Linked DNA regions of Rattus norvegicus: region 2 is linked to region 1. Evidence: chromatin contacts called from public Hi-C data. All regions are on one chromosome and are shown on one strand. The core of a region is the stretch at or near the end of the contact, and the rest is flanking DNA. Distances in the headings are between cores, read along the strand shown.

Region 1 (6,742 bases), core at 1,814-4,313:
AATAGAAATGGCCAAAAAGAAAGAGGAACACTCCTCCATTGTTGGTGGGATTGCAAACTGGTACAACCACTCTGGAAATCAGTCTGGAGGTTCCTTAGAAAATTGGACATCGAACTACCTGAGGACCCAGCTATACCTCTCCTGGGCATATACCCAAAAGATGCCCCAACATGCAACAAAAACACATGCTCCACTATGTTCATAGCAACCTTATTTATAATAGCCAGAAGCTGGAAAAAACCCAGATGCCCTTCAACAGAGGAATGGATACAGAAAATGTGGTACATCTACACAATGGAGTACTACTCAGCTATCAAAAACAATGACTTTATGAAATTCATAGGCAAATGGAATGAACTAGAAATATCGTTCTGAGTGAAGTAACTCAATCACAGAAAAACACACTTGGTGTGCCCTCACTGATAAGTGGATATTAGCCAAAAAGCTCAAATTACCCAAGATGCAATCCACAGACCACAGGAAGCTCAAGAAGGAGGATGACCAAAATGCGGATGTGCCCACTCCTTCTTAAAAGGGGAAAAAAAAATCCATAGGAGGGAATATGGAAGCAAAGTTTAAATCAGTGACTGAAGGCCATCAGAGCCTGCCCCACATGTGGCCCCATATATATGCAGCCACCAAAACTAGATAAGATGGATGACGGTAGAAAATGCATGGAGAAAGGGACCGGATATAGATGTCTCCTGAGAGACACATCCAGAGCATGTCCAATACAGAGGTCAATGCTAGCAGCAAACCACTGAACTAAGAACAGGACCCTCTTGAAAGGAATTAGAGGAAGAATTGAAAGAGCTGAAGGAACTTGCAAACCCATAAGACCAACAATGCCAACCAACCAGAGCTTCCAGGGACTAAACCACTACCCAAAGACTATATACATGGACTGACCCAGGGCTCCAAATGCATATGTAGCAGAGACTAGCCTTGTTGGTCACCAATGGAAGGGGAAGCCCTTGGTCTTGCCAAGGTTGGACCCCCAGTGTAAGGGAATATAGGGGGCAGTAAAGGGGATGTATGGGGGGAATACCCGTACAGAGGAGGGGGATGGGAGGGGATGTGGGGCTTATGGACAGGAAACCAGGAAGGGGAATAACATTTGAAATGTAAGTAAAGAAATATATCTAATAAAATTTTTTAAAAAAAGAAATGGCCACATAAAGCTATCAAAAACTTGTGCTGTATTTTATAATAATAATAATAATAATAATAATAATAATAATAATAATAGTGAGAGGTTAAAGGGTGTCTCAGTTAAAAATGTGTTCTGATCAGAAGAGTGTTCTACACGGCTTTAATGGTCAGTGGCATGGAGCAGAGACAGGGGGATGCCAGCCTTCATTCAGTAGCTCAACAGGATCTCAATTTTCTGAGCTAAGTCCCTCCTGCTTAGCCTAGGTCATGAGGCGGCTATTGTCATGTGGGTTAGTTTAAAAGCCCAAGGCACAAGAGAGTGGCACCAGTCATGTTTGTTTCCTACATAAGCATTCTTGGCAGACATCTATAGATTAGAACTGTATCATACGGCCACATAGAGCTGCATAGAGAGTCAACATGTGGGCTCTGCCCTGTCCTCATTGGACACTGGCAAAAAAGGGGTTGAGTTTAGTGCCAGAGATTTCCCTCATCTCTTAACCCCACAGAAAACCTGAAGGGTAGGCATCTCTTGTACAAACGGCTGTCAGAGTAACAGAGAGTCTCTAGAAGGTAAGTATATTAACACTGTAATAAGAATGTGCATGACATAGTAAGTTGTGTGTATGTCCAAGAGGCTGAGGCAAACAAATCCTTAAAGGCAAAATGAGAAAGATTACACAGGTTGTTTTGAACCTTCTTTGGTACAAAGGTCAAGTAATAAGGGCTGTGGCAGACGAAGGTTGAAGAGGCAGCTGTCAAACGGTGTTTTATAGAAGTACCTGCTTGATTAGATCTCAGTGATCATTGTGTGATACTATAATCCCGACAAACCTTTTAGGATAGTTGGATATCAGACATATCTACGTGAATCCGCCATCCTTACTCATTATTTTTTGTTAGGAATGAACATAAATGTCTATATATTCACTCTGACTGTTTTCATAGTTCCAACGCTTTATTTATTTGATCTCTGTTCCCTACAATCACCTTACACTACACAGCCTTTAACAACAGCTCAGTTTTGCCTGTTTCCATTTACATCCATATAAATGGAATTGCGTTAGTTATACAGTGCACAGTCCCTTGGCGTGGCCTCTCGGGATCCAGATGGGAAGTGTAGCCTAAGAACGGGATAGAGGTTTTATTGTGAGAACTGAGTTAAAGACCCGATCCAGATCGAAATAGAATTGGGAGGCGACTTGCCGTTGAGACTTGAAATTATAGCTGAACGTTCCAAGTCTCTTCCCACTGGCTGAGATCATCTCAGACCACGAACAATGGCTCATTTTAAAAAGCTGTAGGATTGTCTTTCTATAGAAAAGCATGTAGGCACAAACTAACAAAATCTTGCTTGTCCATCAGGGAACTCGCAAACTCTCTAGGGTGAATCTTAGCATCCGGATCATAGGGGCTTCAGGACTTCCAAGTACAGGACTCTGTCCTATGACTATAGCCAGAAGTCACACTGCCCCAGTCATGGAAGGAGAAGCATAAGCTATGCTAGCCATCTTTTTCTTCTTCTTAGACTTAGTTTAGAAGGGGGAGGAGCAAGAGGACAGAGAAGAGGAAGAGGAGAAGAAACATACACAAAATATAACCAATAATATGAGTTATATTCCTATTACGGTTTAAATCTAAAAATGTCCCTTGAAGGTTCATGCATTAAAGCCCGGGTTGCCAGCTGGGGGCTTTGGAGAGGTCATTGGATCATGAATGTTCCAGGTGAACCCATTGATTTATCTATTGATGACTTCATACTGAATGGACTGTTGGAAGCGGGAGTCTGATCAAGGGGACTAAGTAACCTTTGGATACTTTGGGTGTGCCGCGTCCACAGACCCTTCCTCTGTATCTCTCTGTTCCAAGCTTCTGTGAAGCGAGCCGCTTCCTGGCTCTTTGCCCTTTCCTACGATGCTCTAACTCACCACAGTCCTGCATGCACAGAGTCAGGCGACCGTAAACTGAAATAGTGAGTTAAAGTAAATCCTGCATTCCCAGGTGTTTTGATGCAGTCATGGAAAAGTAACTAAAATAATCCCTTGTGGGATCCTGTCTCCTTAGTAACGGTACCAGGTCCGCGCTCACTCACCGCAAAGGCCAGCCACTCTTTCCCTGTTCGTGCACCCAGAGAAGTTTTCAGACAGTTATTTTATTGGTTTCTTTCTGTTTCCGCCAAGCCATGGCAGAGTTGTTTTCCTAAAATGTCCAGGTCAGACCACTGCCCTACTTATAAACAGTAGATCCTTAGTGCCAACACTATGAAGTACAGACTCCAGGATTTGGCAATGTTCTCCGTCACCTGGGAACTTCTGAAATTCCTCCTCAGTGTTGTAACACAAAACAAAAGAAAGAACTTACGCTGTCAGACCCTGGGATCCAAAGTGCTCTGGAATTTCCTGTCTGTCCTCCCGTTGAGATGGCTCTCATATCCCTTTCTTTCAAATCTTACTGGATCTCCCTTTCCCCACAGCCTCTGACCTGAACCTACTCACTTCAGTCTGGTGGTTTGTGAAACCACGGTTCATGTAACCTTCTGGAACTGCCTGAGGCCATTGCCTTTCTCTCCCAAGCACCTCCAGTAAATCTCATTTGAACTCTGTTCTCTAAATAGCTGTGGCAGAGAACCAAGAGGTCAGACTAGAAATCAAAGGACAGCAGACAGAGTGCTCTCTACCAAGGACAGAATCCTATCTGTGGAGTGAAGCTTATAACTGGAAGACGCTCTTTAAGAAAAAATAGAGTGTATTGCAGCTAGAGAAATGGCTCAGCAGTTCTCTTCGAGAGGACCCAAGTTCAATCCCCAGCAGCCACATAGCAGTTCACAACTCTCTGTTACTCCAGTTCTGGGGGAATCCAACATCCTCATACATGCAGGCAAAACACCAATGCATGTGAAGTAAAATAATGAATATTTTTTTAAAAAAGAAAAATAGTATACAACCACAAATACAACATTAACAATTAAACAATTGACAATTGTTTACAAATGAATTAAAAGCTAGCAGATGTGACAAACTTAATGCAGAAAAAGTAACATAATGTTTGAAACTAAGCATCCACCTAAGGCTCTTTAATTTTATTTTGACTACATGACAATTATTTTATAGCATGTCAGGGAGTGTATAGAACGATGAGTCAGCCTCGTTCCTAGCAAGATGGACTAGTCTTATCAATACCAACTTACTGATAATTAAAGTTGCTTCTTTCAGCTTTATGATTTTTGTGGCTGCTCCCAAGGTATTATGAGACTCCAGCAAGTATCTTGTAAGTCTCCATAGGATTGAGGGCTCCCTTTTTTTTGCATTTTTATTGGATATTTTATGTATTTACATTTCAAATGTTATCCCCTCTCCCAGTCCCCCCAACCCCTCCTCACCCTGCTTCTATGAGGATGCTCCCCCTTCCACCCTACTTCTACCTCCCCATCCTGGATTTCCCCTACACTGGGGCATCGAGCTTTCACAAGACCAAGGGCCTCTCCTCCCTTTGACGCCTAACAAAGCCATCCTCTACTACAGTATGCGACTGGAGCCATGGGTCCCTCCATGTGTACTCTTTGGCTGGTGGTTTAGTCCCTGGAGCTCTGGGGAGTCTGATTGGTTGATATTGCTGTTCTTCCTATAGGGTTGCAGACTCCTTCTGCTCCTTCAGTCCTTTCTCTAACTCCTCCATTGGGGTTCCCGTGCTCAGTCCAATGGTTAGCTACAAGCATCCTCATCTGTATCAATAGGGTTCTGGCAGAGCTTCTCAGGAGTCATCCATATCAGGATCTTGTCAGCAAGCACTTCTTGGCATCAGCCAACAGTGACTGGGTTTGGTGGCTGCATATGGGATGGATCCCCAGGTGGGGCAGTCTCTGGATGGCCTTTCCTTCCTGAAGGCTCCCTTTTGTGGTGGTTAATCTTAATTTTTTGGAGCTGAGTTCCCTCATGAGCTTGCTATCAGCACCCTCACTGTGCCTAGTTTTCTGTTAGATTTGCTGGAGCCTCTGTTCATGACAAATCAAGAAAGCTCTGAGATTATTCTTCCTGTATACTCTTAAGATGTTTTTCTCCTTCACTAATGGGACCATGGACTAAGCCAAAGACTTTCTAATTATTTTTACTTAATGTATAATGTAAATTGAATTTCTGATTTTTGTATAATCTCACTGTATGTGTGTGGTCTGTGTCTAGTGTGTATTTGAGGAGTATATGTATGTAATGTATACGTATGTGTACGTATGTATATTTGCATGGATACAGGTGTGGATTCATGTGCAATGTGCGCATATACACAAGAGGTCAATAACAGCTGTCTTTCTCAATCACTTTCCATGTGACTTTTTGAGACAAGGTCATTCACTGAACATGGAGTTCACCAATCCTGCTAGACTGACTCACCAAAAAGCCCGCAGGATTCTCCTATCTCTGCCTTCTGAGTGCTGGGATTATAGGTATGCAATGTCATATCAGGTTTTTATGTGGATACTAAAGATCTAGCCCATGCACGGGTTTAATTTACTGACTTGTCTCCCTAGCCTTTGACAATTCTTTTCTTGTAATATATACTATCTGGAAAACAATTGAAAGGATTTGTGTTGCAGGCTTCACTTATAATTATATGTACTGTATAATTAACTATATTCCCAGCAAGAGAAAAGCTCTCCCTTGCTTAGGCACTCTCCTCTGCTCACAGAAATCATCACTTTGGAAGTACTTTTGAGCACACAGAAAAAATGTATACCATATGAACATATACCCTTTGCCCCAAACGGACAATTTGAGAAAATTTGCTTAGTTTATTTTTGTTGTGTTCTGTGTGTGATGTGTCTATGCTTGTATCTCTTCCTGTAACATTTGAGACTATATTGTCTGTGCCACTTTATCTAAACATTAGTTTATATTTTCTTTTTTCTTTTTTTTGGTTCTTTTTTTCCGGAGCTGGGGACCGAACCCAGGGCCTTGCGCTTCCTAGGCAAGCGCTCTACCACTGAGCTAAATCCCCAACCCCTAGTTTATATTTTCTAAGAGAGAATTCATAACATAGCATAGCCATTAAATCCAGAAAAGCGTTATGCCGATATAATATTATCTAAAGTCTGTAGTCCCATTCACCAACTGCACCAGTAAAGTTTGCCATAGCAATTTCTTCTCATTACCCTCTTACTTGTGCATCTGTGATTGCCCTGCCTGATAGAAATAAATTAAGGGGGGGAATATGACTTTGGTTCATGGTTGCAGGGGTTTCTGGTTCATTGTGGTAAGGAAAACATGGCAGGCCAGCTCAGTTCTAGGTGGCAGAGCGTTTCCAGCACAGTGGGTGTCTTAGTTAGGGTTTTATTGTTGTGGTGAGACACCATGACCAAGGCAACTCTTATAAAGGACAACATTTAATTGGGGCAGGCTTACAGTTTCGGATGTTTAGTCCATTATCATCATGGAGGGTAGTGTGACAGTATCCAGGCAGACATGGTGCTGGAGGAGCCAAGAGTTTTATGTCTTGATCCAAAGGCAGCAGGAGGAGAGTGTATACCATATTGTGTGCAGTTCGAGCATATATGAGCCCTCAAAGCCCGCCTACTCGATGACACACTTCCTCTCCATCA
Region 2 (6,742 bases), core at 2,682-5,181, 120 kb before region 1:
CTCCTGATGGTCTTCTTACCCGTGAGAGTTCTCCAGGGGTCGGTGTGAGTGAGAGTCAAGATGCTAGAACACTGCCCTCAACATGAGGACATTGTGTCACCTTCCGTAGCTAGGGCATGGAACAGAGTCCTCAGGACTCTGTAAGTAACAGAGCCAAGAAGACTAAAACTCCCTGAGAAGAATCTCTACGCTCCTCACAATGGTGAGGCCTCCACTTCCCCTTCCGCTGCCCCAGAAAGCCTGTGTTTCAGGGCATGGGGCTGAGTGCGCCCCACAGACCTACCACTCCACCCTGTAGTGAATCTGCCTGTCTGGTCTGTAGTGAGTACCAGGCATGGTGCTGGGCACATGATATATATTTCCTTCTGTAATAGTCACAGTTTGAAGTGATGCAAGTTTTTTTTTTTCTAATAGAAGAGGAAACTTAAGGACAGGATCCCGAAAGGCTTCCCACAGTCGTCTGGCATTCTCTGTCCTCTTGTCCTTTATGTATCAATAGAAAGTTCTACATCCTGCAACACATAGCACCGGAACTCCGTCTCTGGCCTCTAGCTTTATTGTCTCTGGGGTTTCAGTCAGTCCATCATCCAGTGAGACTGGGCTCTGTCGTCTGCGACACACGGGCTCCACTCTTTTTCTTCTTATAATCCCCACCCAACCCACCGACGATTTCCATCAACCAGGACAACTGCCATACACATCCCTGTGGTCAGTGGGCACTTGTTATCTTTTGGCATCTGCCACATAAAGGTCCTTGTTTGCTTGGTTTCCATGACATCAAAGAGAAGAGCCTCTTGTCAATCTCTGTGGACGATTTTTCTTCTTTTCTCTTTTGTGTGCCTCCAGAGTTCTGTCTCAAGCTACCTGGGTCCTCTTTTACTCTCGCGTTTTGTTTAAGAGGTTTTTTTTTCTAAAAAGCTTTAAAAAAGATTTATTTATTTTATGTATGGGAGTATACTTTCGCTCTCTTTAATTGGATCCCATTACAGAGGGTTGTCAGACACCATGTGGTTGTCGGGAATTGAACTCAGGACCTCTGGAAGAGCAGTCAGTGCATGACAGGTTTTCGGCTGTCACACCCATCCTCATTATGCTTCAACACGTCCCTCTTCTGTTCCCTGCCTGCGTTTCTCATGACTCGCTCTCCACATGACTGTCTCTCCACTTGGGTATGCTTGAGGGAGCTCAGCCACACACACCAAGCCATTCAGGGCTGGTCCTGGCACCCTCCTCCCTCTGCTGGTGATAATTCAGTGCTGACATCCATTCACGTCTCAGGGAACTGGCGTTCTACATGCAAATGTCCAGCGGGGATCCAGGCATAAACGAGCAGCTTCCTTTTCTCAGTTTCTGAGCACCGCTCACTCATGGTATTTAAAAAATATGCTTTTTTTTTTTAAATGGGGCTGGAGAGATGGCTCAGTGGTTAAGAGCACTGACTGCTCTTCCAGAGGTCCTGAGTTCAATTCCCAGCAACCACAAGGTGGCTCACAACCATCTGTAAAGAGATCTGATGCCCTCTTCTGGTGTGTCTAAGACAGTGACAGTGTACTCATAGATAATAAATAAATCTGTAACGGAACCAAGGGCTTTGTACATACATTCTAGGCATGTGCTCTCTGAGTGAGTTATATTCCCGGCCTATTTCTTTGAGAAACAGCCTTGCTATATAACTAATTCTGGCCTTGAAGTCAAAATGCCTTGCCTTTACTTCCTAAATACTAGAATTCTAAGTGTCTGCTACCAGCCCTATGTTACATAGCTTCACCACTTCCCATCAATGAATGCCCCTGCCTTGGTCCCGTTGCTCAAGCTCCCTTCAGATGCAATGGAGCAGCAGGCTTGTCTCAAACCTGACATCCACTTTCTTACTTTGTGTCAGCCTCCCGAAAGGGTCCAAATGAGGCTGAGTGTCAGATAGCATCGCTTTCCTCCCTAGAGCTTGGTGGCGCCCCACTGGTGTACAAACAACACCGAATATGCCCGAGGTGCTTTCTGGAGACCCTGGCTGGGCAGCCTGGACTTGAGGACATCCTCCTGTCAGCCTCTCCAGTTATCTCTCCAGTCATACTTCCTTTCCCATCTAGGTTCTGCTCTGACGCCTTCTAGAGACCGTGGATAGGCCGCTGCTCTTCACTCATATCCCTGTCAGTTCTGAGAGTCGGCACCATTTCACATGGACAGCCAAGCCTCTGACAGCACCAGGTACATCCAGTCCTCCTCTTCAACTGGTTTTTATTTTAGTTTTTCATTCATTCATTCATTCATTCATTCATTCATTCATTGTTTCTCTTTACATCCCAATCGCAGTCTCCTTCTCCTCCCAGTCTCCCCTCACACCCCTCCTTTCCCTACCCCTCCCTTTCACCTCTGAGAAGGGGGAGGTCCCCCCACCCTGTGACCTCAAATCACTGCAGCACTAGACATGTCCTCTCCCTCTGAGGCCAGACAAGGCAGACCAGTTAGGGGAATGGGGTCCACAGGCAGGCAACAGAGTCAGGGACAGCCCCTGCTCCAGTTGTTGGGGGACCAAGCTGTACATCTGCCACATCTGGGGGTAGCTAGGTCCAGCCCTTGTATGCGTTTTGGTCAGAGGTTCAGTTTCTGGGAACCCCCAAGGGCCCAGGTTAGTTGACGGATGTTCCTCTGTGGAGTCCCGATCCCTTCCAGTTCCTCCATGACAGTTACTGAGAATCCCTGGCCGTCCCACACTCGTCGGTAGTTTTTCCTCTTTTGCTGTTGTGAACATGGCTTCCTGTCGGGTTCCCACCTCCCCCAGCCCTCAGTCTCTCACCTCCTCCTACACATCTCAGACACGTCTGCCTCTAAGGAGAAAAGTCTCCTCCTGTCCTGAATATTTCTTAATTCTATATGCTCTCGACAACTGGTTTGTTCTTCAAAAATGGACTCCAAAGCTCTGGGTCCTGTTGCCCATTCTGGAGACAAGGCAGGAGAGAAGCTGGTACCAGGAATCTACACTTCCTGGCCCGGCTCTTTCTCCTCAGCTTCGGGGATGTTACCTGGCCAGTGCCAACTCTGGGCTGCTTCCTTTTCTGGTCTTGGTTTCAGATTTCTAATTGTGACATTGAATTACAAGAAAGGAAATAAGGAAGGACCGTCTTGTGCGAAGGTGTCTCTGTCTTCAATTGTCAGCTTTCCGTGAAAATGTTTTCATATGAAATCTTCATGTCCTTCCTAACCCCGATCTGGTAGTGCCAGAAAACGGGCTGGGTCTTTTTTCTACCCAGTTCTCTATTTATTCTCATCCTTGACCCTGGCTTTCCACCAGAAATCAGAGCCCTCTACAGACCTTTCCACCCAAGTTCACGACAGCCTTCCCCTTTTTAGCTCTGGCAGTCAGTGAAAAATTTCCCACCCCCAAATTGACACATTCAAGGAGAAGAAGGTCTTCTCACCCTCGAGTTTATTTGTGTAATGAACCTTGAAGAACATTATAGTAAATACGTGTGTTTTCCAGGATGCCACAGAATTTCATTGGAAAACAATGAAACTAGATTAACCTGAGACCCCCCCCCCTTAGAAAATAAGGACTATAGGATTAGACCACAAGCAGACTAGTAAAGGGGATGGGGTTGTGGTACACCTGATTTTAGCCAGACTTTCCCAAGCTAAATCCAGATAAAACTGCTTCTGTATTAGTAAGTTGGGTGAGTGTGTATAATCTATCATTCAAAAAGTTTTTTTTTAAAGTCTTATGCGTTTGTTTGCGTGCTCGCATGGGCGCACCTGCCGTTGTGCGAGCTGCGTAGACACATCGATGTGGTCAGAGGACAATCTTGGGTGTCAGTTCTTGCTTGTTACCTCCTTTGAAATGAAGTCTTCATGCTCCCTGCTTCGTAGGCTAAGCCGAGAGGCCCATGAACGTCTTCATGCCTTTGCCTTCCGTCTCCCGGTAGGGGGCGCTAAGATCACAGACGTGGGCAGCTGCCTCAAGCTATGTATGGGTTCTGAGGAAGAAATCTCGCGTCCATATTTGTGCCGTTGTAAGTACTTCACCCACGGAACTACCTCCTGGCCCCTAAATATAGTTTTAAAGTACATTCGAAAAGAAAGACTAAGGAGGTAGAGGAGAACTGATTGAAGTAACTTTCACTGACTGAGCTGTCTGGGAAGTGCCAGCCACGGCTGCTACAGGTTGCACTGCATCCTATCTGCATCATGTCCCGTCCCAGGCTTACTTTCAACTAGAGCTGCGACAGATGTAATTAGTTAAAATGAGGTCCTATTGGAGCAGGGACAGGCCATTAACCCAGCCTGGCTGGTGTCCTTACAGGCAAGGGAGAGAGACGGAGAAGACAACAGAAACAGGATCTGGACCTGGGCAAGGTCAGCCACACAACAAACTCTACAGAAAGTCAGGGTACAAACACCATGGTTCGACTCTCAGCTCCATGTCGTTATAGCCTCCAGAACAAGGAACAGCTGAACCTGTTTTCCATGGCGACCTGTAGTGGCACTGAGAAGCTACAAAGATCAGTGGCTCTCCACCTTCCTGATGTTGCGACCCTTTAATACATGTTCCTCATGTCCTGGTGACCCCCAACCACAAAATTGTTTTTGCTGTTACTTCATTACTGTAGTTTTGCTACTGTGATGAACCATAATGTAAATATGATTCTGTGTTTTCTGATGGTCTTAGGGAAACCCTGTGGGGGGGCGACCCACAGGTTGAGAACCTCGGACATAGATGGCCTGCTTGTGGAACACAGGCTCATTTGGGTTTTTTAAACTGTCATGGACCTGCGTCAGTAATCATTAGTACAACAGCTGTTGGGATATCATGGCTGGTTCATACTAAGTTTACTGTTGGTTGCCAGCAGCTCTCCTACATAATCAGGTCTCTTGTGCTTACAAGGATATGAAAGGTTTTCGGGAAATTTAGTGAAAACCGTTTGGTCAGTGTTTCATCTGTAAACGCGCCACTTGCCTAATGATTGATTCATTGAATTTAGCGCGCTTTGTAGTTGACTAAATTTACCACTCATATTGAACAGGACGCCTTTTGCTGCAAGCAGAATTTTCCGGCAAGGCTTCATTCACTGAGATTCAGCTTTGTCTCACAATATTTATTATGTTAGCCTTAATTTATTTCTACTTTTTTTTTCTTTTCTTTTTTTCGGGGCTGGGGATCGAACCCAGGACCTTGCGCTTCCTAGGCAAGCGCTCTACCACTGAGCTAAATCCCCAACCCCCCTCTACTTTTTATTTTATTTCATTTTTTGGTTTTTCCAGACCCAGGTTTCTCTGTATCACAGCTCTGGCTATCCTGGAACTCACAGAGATCTGCCGGCCTCTCCCTTCTAACTATTGGGATTAAAAGCATGCACTACCACTCCTGGCTTAGCTTCAGCTTTGTTTAAAAGCTATCAGGCTAGAAGTAGTATAGTTCCCTTATGGATGAATATATTTAGGAACCAATAAGTCACATTTATCACCAGAAACTCTACCTCAGAATTTTAAATGAAAAAAAAAATTTCTGTTAGCATACTACTTTAGTTTGGATAACTTTCTGTGGAACTATCTTTCTTCTCAGTCCCCACTGGTAATTTCTAATGGCTAAACTAAAACCTAAATTTGTGTATAATATAAAGTTTTCCCATCACTTCTAGTTTAATTCTTACTTTATTCTTATTCTGCACATTAAAAATATCTCTGATTTTAAATGATGTCTGTGTGTGTGGGCTATGTGTACATGTGAGTAGACGAGCCTGTGGAGTCCAGAAGAGGGGGGGGGTCACTTCTCCTGGGGCTGGAGGCACAGGTGGTTGTCAGTCCCCAGACATGGATGCTAAGAACTGAACTAGAGTCCTTCAAAAACAGTGTGGGCCCTCACCATTAAAAATACTCCTATGGCCCTCTGTGTTTTACGTACACTTTAATTATTTTGACTCTATAGTCACAATTATTTTGCTATTATGATACAGTACACTGAATTTTAGAAAATATTCATATTGTCTTCTATAATAACATTGTGAGGGCTTAAGCCCCTCGAAAGCACTCACCCGTTCACACTTAATATTTCTGCCAACCACCAGCACACCCACCCACATATTCTTCTATTCCTAGGGCTGTTTGTTAGAACCGAGATGTATTTATATGGATTTCTCACAGACTGGAGTAGTTCATCAAGTTACCCAGGCACCAATCCCTTCAGCACTCCCATGGTTATATTCAGTAATAGAGTCATCATTTGAAAATGGCCGTTGTATGTCTCACCCACTGTGCAGCCTGCTCATCAAATGTCAGTGTCTTCTGTTCACACGTGAGACTCTGAGGACCTTGCTCTTTTGCATAAAACGTAAGCAAGACTTTCATTGGATGAACTATCTAATAAATTGGCGAATTATGCAAGTCAACAGGGCATGGGTTAAGTTGAAGACAAATGGAAGAAAGATGCTGGGTCTATGACTTTGTGACCAAATCCACGTAGCCTGACTCACTACATTGTCATCTAACCCATAGCACCTAACTGTCAAATGGGTCACAGTGCCTTGCTGTCAAAAACGAGGACCATAATACCCGAAATCTCCACAATACATCTTGCATCCGCGTGGACTTCCTGGAGGCCAGGGCATCTGATGACAGTGTCTCTGTCTTAGCTGCTCGTTATTTGAAGTTAGAATATTAGGTAACATTCAACTGAGATACAAGAAATCCAAGCTCTATGACACCACTGCTGTATGCAACTCTGTTGTGTGGTGGTCCAAAGCGTGTGCTGGAG

Evidence for each region. Hi-C and Micro-C count contacts between places; a contact is called where the count stands out from the background.
Region 2: a contact with region 1 is called in a Hi-C map of liver, with 7 times the contacts expected there. The contact joins two enhancer-like sites. A contact is called at or near these places in 3 of 12 Hi-C or Micro-C datasets (kidney and liver).

The regions. Positions count from the first base shown.
Region 1 is chr16:52,586,987-52,593,728 of GRCr8, reverse strand. No RefSeq gene overlaps it. Among named protein-coding and RNA genes, the nearest start is that of Acsl1, 58 kb to the right of the region's middle. Within about 2 kb of position 3,063, at least 12 of the 93 cell types and tissues checked have an H3K27ac peak or open chromatin away from gene starts, as enhancers often do. A contact at or near this core is called in liver, where this site is marked.
Region 2 is chr16:52,703,615-52,710,356 of GRCr8, reverse strand. LOC120097420 (a long non-coding RNA gene) reads right to left here. Exons shown (of 3, transcript XR_005494792.1): 3 at 3,408-3,968. Among named protein-coding and RNA genes, the nearest start is that of Helt, 17 kb to the left of the region's middle. Within about 2 kb of position 3,931, at least 5 of the 93 cell types and tissues checked have an H3K27ac peak or open chromatin away from gene starts, as enhancers often do. A contact at or near this core is called in liver, where this site is marked.